Linked DNA regions of Ovis aries: region 1 is linked to region 2. A link is a contact called in public Hi-C data. All regions are on one chromosome and are shown on one strand. The core of a region is the stretch at or near the end of the contact, and the rest is flanking DNA. Distances in the headings are between cores, read along the strand shown.

What was found. Hi-C and Micro-C count contacts between places; a contact is called where the count stands out from the background.
Region 1: a Hi-C map of hypothalamus shows a contact between it and region 2, with 3 times the contacts expected there. The contact joins two enhancer-like sites. A contact is called at or near these places in 4 of 16 Hi-C or Micro-C datasets (hypothalamus, omental adipose tissue and tail adipose tissue).

Annotation. Positions count from the first base shown.
Region 1 is chr18:15,913,375-15,917,939 of ARS-UI_Ramb_v3.0, reverse strand. It overlaps AKAP13 (A-kinase anchoring protein 13), which reads right to left. Exons shown (of 39, transcript XM_060402005.1): 26 at 4,338-4,463; 27 at 4,104-4,221; 28 at 2,802-3,050. Among named protein-coding and RNA genes, the nearest start is that of TRNAW-CCA, 69 kb to the right of the region's middle. Within about 2 kb of position 1,284, at least 9 of the 54 cell types and tissues checked have an H3K27ac peak or open chromatin away from gene starts, as enhancers often do.
Region 2 is chr18:15,751,680-15,756,775 of ARS-UI_Ramb_v3.0, reverse strand. AKAP13 (A-kinase anchoring protein 13) reads right to left here. Exons shown (of 39, transcript XM_060402005.1): 5 at 1,869-2,165. Among named protein-coding and RNA genes, the nearest start is that of TRNAW-CCA, 92 kb to the left of the region's middle. Within about 2 kb of position 3,100, at least 10 of the 54 cell types and tissues checked have an H3K27ac peak or open chromatin away from gene starts, as enhancers often do.

The sequences.
Region 1 (4,565 bases), core at 35-2,534, 160 kb before region 2:
GCAGGCTTCTTCCACAGGCCCTGGAGGACAAGGGGGCCCCTGACACCCACACCATCTCAAATACACTGAGCACCGTGCTCTGCTCGGCCCAACACGGCGCTGGCAACCTCAACCTCTCCGTGCCACAGAGACGGCCTGCTCTTCTCAACTGAGATGCAGCAAGAGGCAAATTAACATCTCTAACTGGTTATGCTTGCCAGGGGCGGGGATGGACAGTTAGGGCGTTTGGGATGGACATGTACACAATGCTGTATTTAAAACGGATAACCAACAAGGACCTGCTGTCTAGCACAGGGAACGCTGCTCAACGTGCTGTGCTAGTCCGGCTGGGAGGGGGTTCGGGAGAGAATGCATGCATGCGTGCAGTGGCTAAGTCTCTCTGCTGTCCACCTGAAACTACCACCTGGCTGTATCCCAATATAAGATGCTTTTCGGTGTTCAAAATTAGTAACTAAATAACATCTCTAGTTGGATCCAGAAATCAAAAGAACGCCACCAACAGTTGCTCTAATTCTCAAGGCGTATGTGGTGACATTTCCCAGCACTCCCTTAAGGACAAGGTAGGACATCCCTGGAGGCGAGCCGTCTACCGAGACCTCACAGGATGGCCCCTATCTGTACCACCTTCAGCCAGGAAAAGGGCTGGGGCGCCTATGACTCCCTGGGGAAAACAACAGGCTGACTTCTGCAGCCCCCTCCTGGGTGGTCAGGCCCTTTTCCAACACTTCTGCCAAGACGGGGTTGCCTCCCTGTGTAATTCACGGCAAAGCTACAAGGAACAGAGGCAAGCAGGCCCGAGTCCTGGGGAGGTCTAGTTTTCAGCACAGACCACAGTAATTTTCCATGCACTACTATGAGTTTTGACAGCTTAGTTTTTTTTTAAAGTTTAAACAGTTCAGGTGTCTGCCAAAAAAAAAAGTCCTAACACGTAAGTTTTCAACTTTAGTTTTGATCCTACGGTTTATGTGACCAGTGTCAGCAGATGAGAGAAAAACAGTTCCATCCTCTTTCAAGGGTTACTCGACACAGGACTGGCTGTTCTTGGCACAAGTTCACTGGGGGGGGTGAAAATGAGTAGAAACCAACTCCTCTTCCGGCTGGAGACGTTTTGGGCCAGGAAGCCTATCGTTCTGCCATTGCTTGGACCAGGATTTCGTCCCAACAGCTGGAATCGATTATTTTTTATTTCGGGAATGAATGAATCAACTGCTGTGTAGAGAAGGAACAGGGCGCTGGCTCCAGGCAGTGGCCGCTCTAGGAAGCCTGCTCTCACAAGAGGACTGGCACTTCACGACCAGGAGGCGGCCTCGCTGCAGTGGGGAGGTCAGAGTCCCTGGCTGTGGTCTCAGGATGTCACAGGAGGGAGCTCCGGGGACCACGCAATGCATCACGGAGCAGGGAGATGCAGAGCTGGCTGGGGGCTGGAAGGGGTGTTTCTTCTCTCTGAAGTGACCCTGCCTGGAGGACCCTCCCCCGGGTCCTGGCACCAGGGACCGTCCTCAGCTAGGTCGGCAGTCCCCCCGGGCTCCGGCTGTTCTCCGGCCACCCCCAGCAGTGCACCACCCACACTTGACTCCACCCCTGTCCTGCTCAAACCCTCCGTTGTGAGCCCCTGCCACCACGGGGATCCCGGTCAGCCCCTCGCCTGAGCACATGTCCACCCCCAGCTTCTTCCTCTCTCCGCCGCCCGCCCGCCCCTCCCAGGGCTCCACGCTCTCACGCTTCCTTCTCTCCCTCCTTCAAGACGTGACCTGAAAGCCCCTCTCCTGGTCGCCCCTTCAGGCCTCTGTTCCAGCAGCCATCACACCACAGGGCAAGAACCTCTTTAAACGCCTCTGCAGTCCGAGCCCAACTTCTAAGCAGGGTGTCCTGCGTCGTCTACCTGCGTGCCTCGCTCTGAGCAGGGGCAGACCCGAGCTGGCTAAGGACGCTTAGGCGTTGTCGGCAGCCTACGGCATCACTGACCCCGTGGCTGGTTCACTCCCCTGAGTTTTTTGCCAGTGGGGCGGCTTTGTGTGCTCAGCTCACTGAGGGCAGGGAGGCATGCTGGGGGTACTCAAGGCTACTAGTGAGGTTAAGAGTTATGAGACAGACCCAGAGGATACGGGTTTGATGAGGAAAATTATTAAAGAAACCAAACAAAAAACCCAACAGACCAGATGCACAGATGAATGAACAGACCTCCTAACTTCCTTAACTTGATGGGGCTGATCAAAAAAAAAAACAAAAAACAAAAAAACTAAGATTAAACAGGAAATGAGTATCTTTCATGATCTCTTTTTCTTAGAGAAAAATAAAAGATATGAACAACAAATTTTAATAATAAGTCGAGTTGTGAGTTAAACGTTTCTCTAAGGTCTCAGGAACTAAGAATTCCTCTAACATTTCTTCAGAACAATCGATGATGTATTTTTAATCTCAGAGAACCTATGAATGGGGCAGCTGATGGTGCTTCCCTCCTGGCAGTGGTTTTGCCAGAAACCCCGACCCCAAATTTGCTGCCGTCTCTCATGGGGGATTACATCTGCCTTAGGAGCTCGCATCTGAGTATGAAGCTGACTCTTTGCTTTTTAAAAATCTTCTCATGCCCCTGGCTGCACCAGGTCCTTGCTGCCTTACTGTACTCGGCGTGGTTTGTGAGCCAGCTCAGCCCAGGCCTTTCTGATACAAGACTAAGGACTGAACGACGGCTGCTCCTGGGGAGCATCCGGACGAGGGTGCCCGGAAGTGGTCTGGGGACACCTGCATCCTGCCTGCTCGCCCCTGGAGCGCGTGGAGCCTCAGACATGAGCAGGCCTCACCTTTCAACCTCCCGGTTGCGCTCTTCAGAAACACGCTCCCGTCTCGCACCAGCTTCTTCCGCTTCAGGTCCTCCTTGGCAAACATCTGACCGCTCTTCATCCTCATGATCGACTTGCTGTCGGTCTTCGTGTAGATCTCGTTCAGACGGACCTTCTTCTCGTAACTTGCCACCTTGCTGTCCACGGCGCTGATCACGTCCTTCACCAGGCCCAGGGACTGCGTCAGGTCCTGCTGCTCCACCTCGTTGTCTGAGGAGGAGAGGAGAGCTCAGTCCCTACCGGGCAGGAGGGGGATGCCCTGCCTCCGTGCCCCACGGCATTGTCCGTGCTCTGCGGGCAGAGCGAGGCCGACACGCTGCGGTCACGCCCTGTCCTCTGGCTCAGTCAGAATTTAACTCTAAATAAGGTTAGACGTTTCAGTGGGACAGATGACGCGCAATCCCGAGCTACGTTCTCTATATACACATGTGTGCTGTGCTTAGTTGCTCAGTCCTGTCCGACTCTTTGCGACCCCACGCTCCATGGGGATTCTCCAGGCAAGGACACTGGAGTGGGTTGCCATGCCCTTCTCCAGGGGATCTTCCTCATCCATGGATCGAACCCAGGTCTCTTGCATTGCAGGTGGACTCTTTACCATCTGAGTCACCAGGGAAGCCCCATATATACATATATAGCTGTACAGATACTTACTTGGCCACACCAGGTCTTAGTTGCAGTACATGGGACCTGTAGTTGACGCATGTGGGATCTAGCTCTCTGACCAGGGATCAAACCTGGGCCCCGTACACTGGGAGGGAGGAGTCTTAGCCACTGGACCACCAGGGAAATCCCACAAGCTCCCTTCTAAAGTGGAAGGAATCCAACATCTTTAGGCAGGGAGAGGAGCCTCCAGTTTCTTAATCTGTGTCTTTGTTTTACCTAATCCTTAATGTAACTGTGGTGGAGCAGGATCAGCAGAGAGAAAATAAGCAGGGACTGATTCACTGAGAAACAATAGCGATCCCTGCACTTGCAGGGGAGGCGGGAGTGTCCTCTCCCAGCCGAGAGACAAGTGACCAGCTCTGCAGGCCACTGAACGCTCGGCTGGGGTCACCCAGTGGTTCCTTCCCTTCTCGCTCGCATTCACTCTAAGTCTGGTGACGTGACATTTCACGTTTGCACTCAAGAAAACCATTTTTAAGAGAAAACACAGGCTTCTCTTTTAGTCCTCTTGGATGTGGAAGAGTCCTTCAACGGGGCCTCTGCTGGACAGACAGGGAACAGGCCACTGGCAACTAAGATTGATTCGAGAGAGAGACTCACCTTTGGTACACTGCAGTATCCTCTGGAACAAAACTGGGTATTTGGTGATCCGCTGGGTTACAAGCAATATGCACTCGGGGATTCCCAGCCTCCGGACGACAGAACTGCTCATCTTCTTCTGCAAGGGAGGAGACCAAATGTCAGGAACAACCCAGAGGGGAAGGCTCGGGCTAAACCTCACGGGGACGCCAGGCTCTGGGCAACGGTGGGCAATTCTACATTTCACGCCACTACCTTCACAAAGGCCTGAAAGCGCTTGTCTTTGGTGTGGAGGTCTTTGAAGTAGTTCACAGACTGGTTGTGCTGCCCACAAAACTTGCCATACGTCTTCTTTAAGCGTTCGGCATTGTCCCCCGAGAACTGTGGAGGAGAGCAAGCAAAGTTACGCCGTCACTCGGCGCGCTAAACCCGTGTTACCGCCATGTGCCAAGAGCCCATGCTACTTGTGTGACTCAGGAGGGT
Region 2 (5,096 bases), core at 1,851-4,350:
CATGCCGCAGCAACTAAGCCCGTGGGCCACAGCCACCGAGCTCGCAGGCTGCAACGGCTGAAGCTTACCTAGAGCCCATGGTCTGCAGTAAGAGACGCCACTGCAATGAGAGGAGCCACCGCAGTGAGAAGCTGCCGCAGAGAAGCCCACACACCACAGCGAAGAGTGGCCCCCCCACCGTAAGCAGGGAAAGCCCACGCAAAACGATGAAGACCCAGGGCAATCAATCAATCACCAAATAATCAATATGGGGGGGGGGCGGAGCCCACGCAAAACAATGAAGACCCAGGGCAATCAATCATTCACCAAACAATCAATATGGCAGGGGGTGGGGAGGAAGCCCACGCAAAACGATGAAGACCCAGGGCAATCAACCAACAAACAAACAATCAATATCGGGGGGGGGGGGGGGGGTGGCCCACACACAACGTTGAAGACCCAGGGCAATCAATCAATCAACAAACACTCAATATGGGGGGGTGGTGGTGCGGAGAACAGGAGGAGCTAGAAATGTCTGAACACTAGGTTTCTGGAAAAGTGCCCACTGTCCTGTATAATGGCAAATCTTCTGATCGCTAGATCTCAGTGATGCAGAGGTTTCTTAGGCACTATGTTAAAAAGAAAAACGATAAATGCTTTTCCCTTCATTTGAGCATCCAAGGTTCCTTTTGTATTTCACCTGGCAGGAGTGCCCGGTTTTATCTTGACAGGAAGCCCCTGACGGTGGGGGCCCCTTCCTGCAGCTGGTCACCGCCCCAGTGGTTAAAGTCAGTGGATCTAAGAGAACCAAAACTAGCAAAACCTCACTGTCCTTCTTCCACGAGAAGAACACAGCTATCTGGTCGGTCTAGAGAGCGGGGAACTGAGCGCCCTCCCGGTTCAGCCCTGCTGGGCGCTCCTGCTCAGTCAGAGTCTGCCTGTCTGCAGGGGGCCGGGGCCTTCTGGGCGACCCCTTCATAACACAATAACCAAAGTCAGGAACACTGCAGGGCGGTCCTGTGACTGTCCTGTTCTTCCAGATAAGAGTCGAGAGGATAAGCAACCCCTTCTGACAAGCGAACTGAGATCAGCCTTTCCATTCAGGTTCTGTCAGGGACAAAGCAAACACTCTGATCTCTGTGTAACTCCTAAATCTTTCCATTACATCTGCACTCAGCAGGGAAAGATGATGCTGTTCATTGGACTCCAGGTATAGGCTGCTTCATCAGATGTGTGTGTGTGTGTGTACGCACACAGACATTTACAACAGGTGTCATTTACCACAGTAATGACATAGGAAATCCCTTGTCACAAAAAGAGGAACATTTATAGATACCTACTACATCACTGCTTTTTAAAAAGTGGAGCCCCGAGCAGATGAAATAGACCAGAGTGAGGGCATTCTGGTTACAAACGCGCGGGGTGGGCGCTCCAGGCCTCGGCTTGCTCCCCTGTGCGCCCCTCCTGATTTCTCCCGTCTTTTCCTTCTTCCAATCTCATGGAATCCCTAGATGCCTTGAGAATACAATAATGAAAATCCTGTCTTTGATCTTTAGAAAGAAGTGTCAAACACTCCTCTGCTGCCCTCCTCATGAAGGATGGGCCTCTCTCCACACACGGGAGACCAAGCGTGAAGTCCAGGCCACGGAAGGGTCTCGAGCCACCGGCTACTTGAGAGCTGCCGCTGCGAGTGAGCCCTCCGTGGGGTCGTTTCCCAACAAGAACAGGCCGACAGCTTGGCAGGAGGACGCAGGAGAGGCGCCACTGAGGCCACTCTGCTCCTACGCAGCCACCATGGGAGACGGGAGGATCATCCCCCTAAGAAAGCAGCCCCATCCAAATACAAAGAATCCCAAGCTCAAAGGCTGCGGGTCATCCGAGCTCCTTACCGTGTGAGGCTGCGTCTGTCCCCAACACATTCCACTCCGCTGGCAGCTTCAGGTGCCTGAAGGCCAGGGCGACCTTCTCATCGAGGGAGTTCACGTCCGTGGACGGGGGTCCTGAGCGATCCAGGAAGCGGGTGAAGTTCAGGGCCTGCTGGTTGCCGGCGCTGGTGGCCAGGAACTGGGCTGCGTCGTAGGCCTCGTCCTGGATGAACCGGAAGTCCTCTTCTGCCACCACGAGCACGGGCAGGCCCTCTTTGGAAGCGCAGAGCAGCACCTTCACTGTCTCGCAGCAGTCATGACCTAAGGAGGCACAGGCAGCAGGGAGACAGATCAGAGCCCTCCTCCTGAGAGACGGGGCGGCGGCGGGAACCTCAGCTCTTCCTGCGTGACAAGCACACACCCCCTCCTGAAAGGAACCCCCTCCTTCCCCAAAGCTCTGACGGCAATCTTCCACACCTCACAAAACTCCATCTCTAATTCACTTTTCACAAGTGCTATTCGCGAAGATCAACTGGTTCCCCTGTTGTTGTTCAGTCAATCAGTCATGTCTGATTGTCTGAGACCCCATGGACTGTAGCTCACCAGGCTTCTCTGTCCATGAGATGTTCCCAGGCAAGAATACTGGAGTGAGTGGCCATTACCTTCTCTAGGGGACCTTCCCGACCCAGAGACTGAATCCGCGTCTCCTTGTCTCCTGCACTGGCAGGCAGGTGCTTTACCACTGAGCCACCTGGGAAGCCCCAGTGCGCCTACCAAATAACCTGGCATTAACAGTCTCTGAAAATCTCAATATGCACTAATCTGTTCAACTTGAACAAATTAAAGAATGAAAGCTCAAGGACCTTGCGATGAGGCCTACCGTCCAGTGGGAAGGCTCCTGAGCCGCCCTGGATCTGGAAACCCAGCAGGGTAAAAGTCACTTCCACGGGTTACCCAGCAGGAACTGGACTGAGGCCCCAGCACCCCACGGACAGAGCCTGGTAGGGCACGGTCCATAAGATGGCAAAGAGTCAGACACGACTGAAGGGACTGAACAGGCACCAAGCACGCGACCTGATTTCACCTCACTGTTATGAACTGACTCAAGGCGGAGAAAATGACTTTTGCTCTGAAATGCCTATTGTTTCCTGTAATGCAAAGAGAACTTCAAAGAAATTGCCCGGTTTGCACAGGGATGATGCAATGCCAGGGCCAGGGACCACGGTGCCCACTGCCCAGAGGGGCAGAGAATGCATAAGCTCTGACACCAGGCAGCAAGCCACCCGCCACCCTACAGAGCTCCACTGGTGTCTAGACCAGGAAGGTGTGAGCCCTGTGTCCGCAGGGAGGCATTCCTGGAAAATCAGATCTCCCTGGGGTTTTCAGCAATGTTATTCATTTCCAAGATGCGGAATGTATTCATCAAAACACACTTTTCCTCCACCTTTAGGCACTGATCTCAGCTCATTGGAACTATGCTCGTAACATCATCATTTCTTCCATAAATATCTTTGTGATGAGAAAAGAAACTGGAGTTGGTGTTTCTGAGTGAGCTGCGCCCCCTGGTGTGCTGCCTGAGGAACTGCAGGCACCTGAGGGCCAGGCTCCCAGAAACCACCCACATGGAGAGCCCATCCTGGCTTCTGGATGAGCTGGAGGGTCCCTGAGTGCCACCCTCCCAGACCACAGGCACAGCCAACAGAGGCTTCCCACCCAGCACAGCAAACGAAGCTTTCTGCTGTCTTTGAAAGAGAAAACAATCATTTTCTCCCCCCATGTGACCAACAAGAGAAATAAATTAATATTCTGCAGACTTCCCCCGACCCCTATGGTGTGTGTGTTAGTCGCTTAGTCCTGTTTGACTCTTTGTGACCCCATAGCGCATCAGGCCCCTCTGTCCGTGGGATCCTCCAAGCAAGAACACTGGAGAGGGTTGCCATTCCCTTCTCCAGGGGATCATCCCAACCCAGGGATGGAAGCTGGGTCTCCTGGCATTGCAGGCAGATCCTTCACCATCTGAGTCCCCAGGGAAGCCCCTTTCCCCCCAGGGGCCTCTTTAAAGGCTTTCCTTTGTGAGGAAAAGCCTCTCACTGGTGTGTAACCTAAGGATGGGAGCACGTGCCTATGACATACCAGGCATCTGCTGTGTCACTTTCTCAACACAACAAATTTATATGGCGTGTACTGTCTTCATGTCACAGGTAAGAAAACTGAGACTTCAAGAGATGAACTGCCCAGATCCACACAACAAATTTATATGGCGTGTACTGTCTTCATGTTACAGATGAGAAAACTGAGACTTCAAGAGATAAACTGCCCAGATTCACACAACCATGAAGCAGAATCTATCAGGTCTGATGCTAAACATCATGGTGTGAGAGCTCTGTAAAGCATCGCTTTTAAATAAAGAAGTAACAGTGACAGTTACGTCCCTGTCTGCAAGGAGCCCACCCTATACTTGGAATGACAGGCCAGTATGGCTATTAAAGCCAGAGGAACAGGCTCACGAACCCTGGAAATCAGTCTCCATACAAATGCCTAACTCCACCAGCTGCTCCCACTGCCTTCCCAGCTGAATTCCTTCTAGAAAGGCCGTGGGAATCAAGCATCCTCTGCCCACATGGGCGTGGCTGCGTAGGTATACTCAGGTATGCATTTCAATTCAAATATCCTGAATGTATACATCTATTACACAAAATGGAATTAGGGGGAAAAATAGTCATCTTTCTTTGAAGGGCAGCCAGTCAATTATGTAAGACACCTTCAGCAGGAACAAATCAGCTGGTTCAGGTAGTTAAGCTTCGGTTGGTTTTCCTGGCAGAAAATACTTCTTTGAAACTGTTCTGTCACATTTAAAAACTAACATCTGGGGGGTTCCCTGGCGGGCCAGCGGTTAGAACGTGGTGCTTTCACTGCTCAGGCCCAGGCTCAATCCCTAGTCAGAGGGGAAAAAATTACTAATATCTATCTGGACGTCTACCAAGCTCGGGACACTGAGTAGAAAGCTAAACACATCCACATCCACACACAAACCCAACACCACCCCCTGCTCTCAGCAGCGGCAGCTAATCACAGGAATCTACGCCCTCCAGGTTTAAAGAAAACACAAACCATGCCACTCAAGGGAGCGGGCCAGCGCATTTCACAAGGCCCCCCGGGGGGAGAGGCGCCAGCTAAGGACCTCCCCCACCACCCCACCCCTGCATATGTCTTTACTGGATTTGGTATACTGTTACTTCTGCAGGTAAGGAC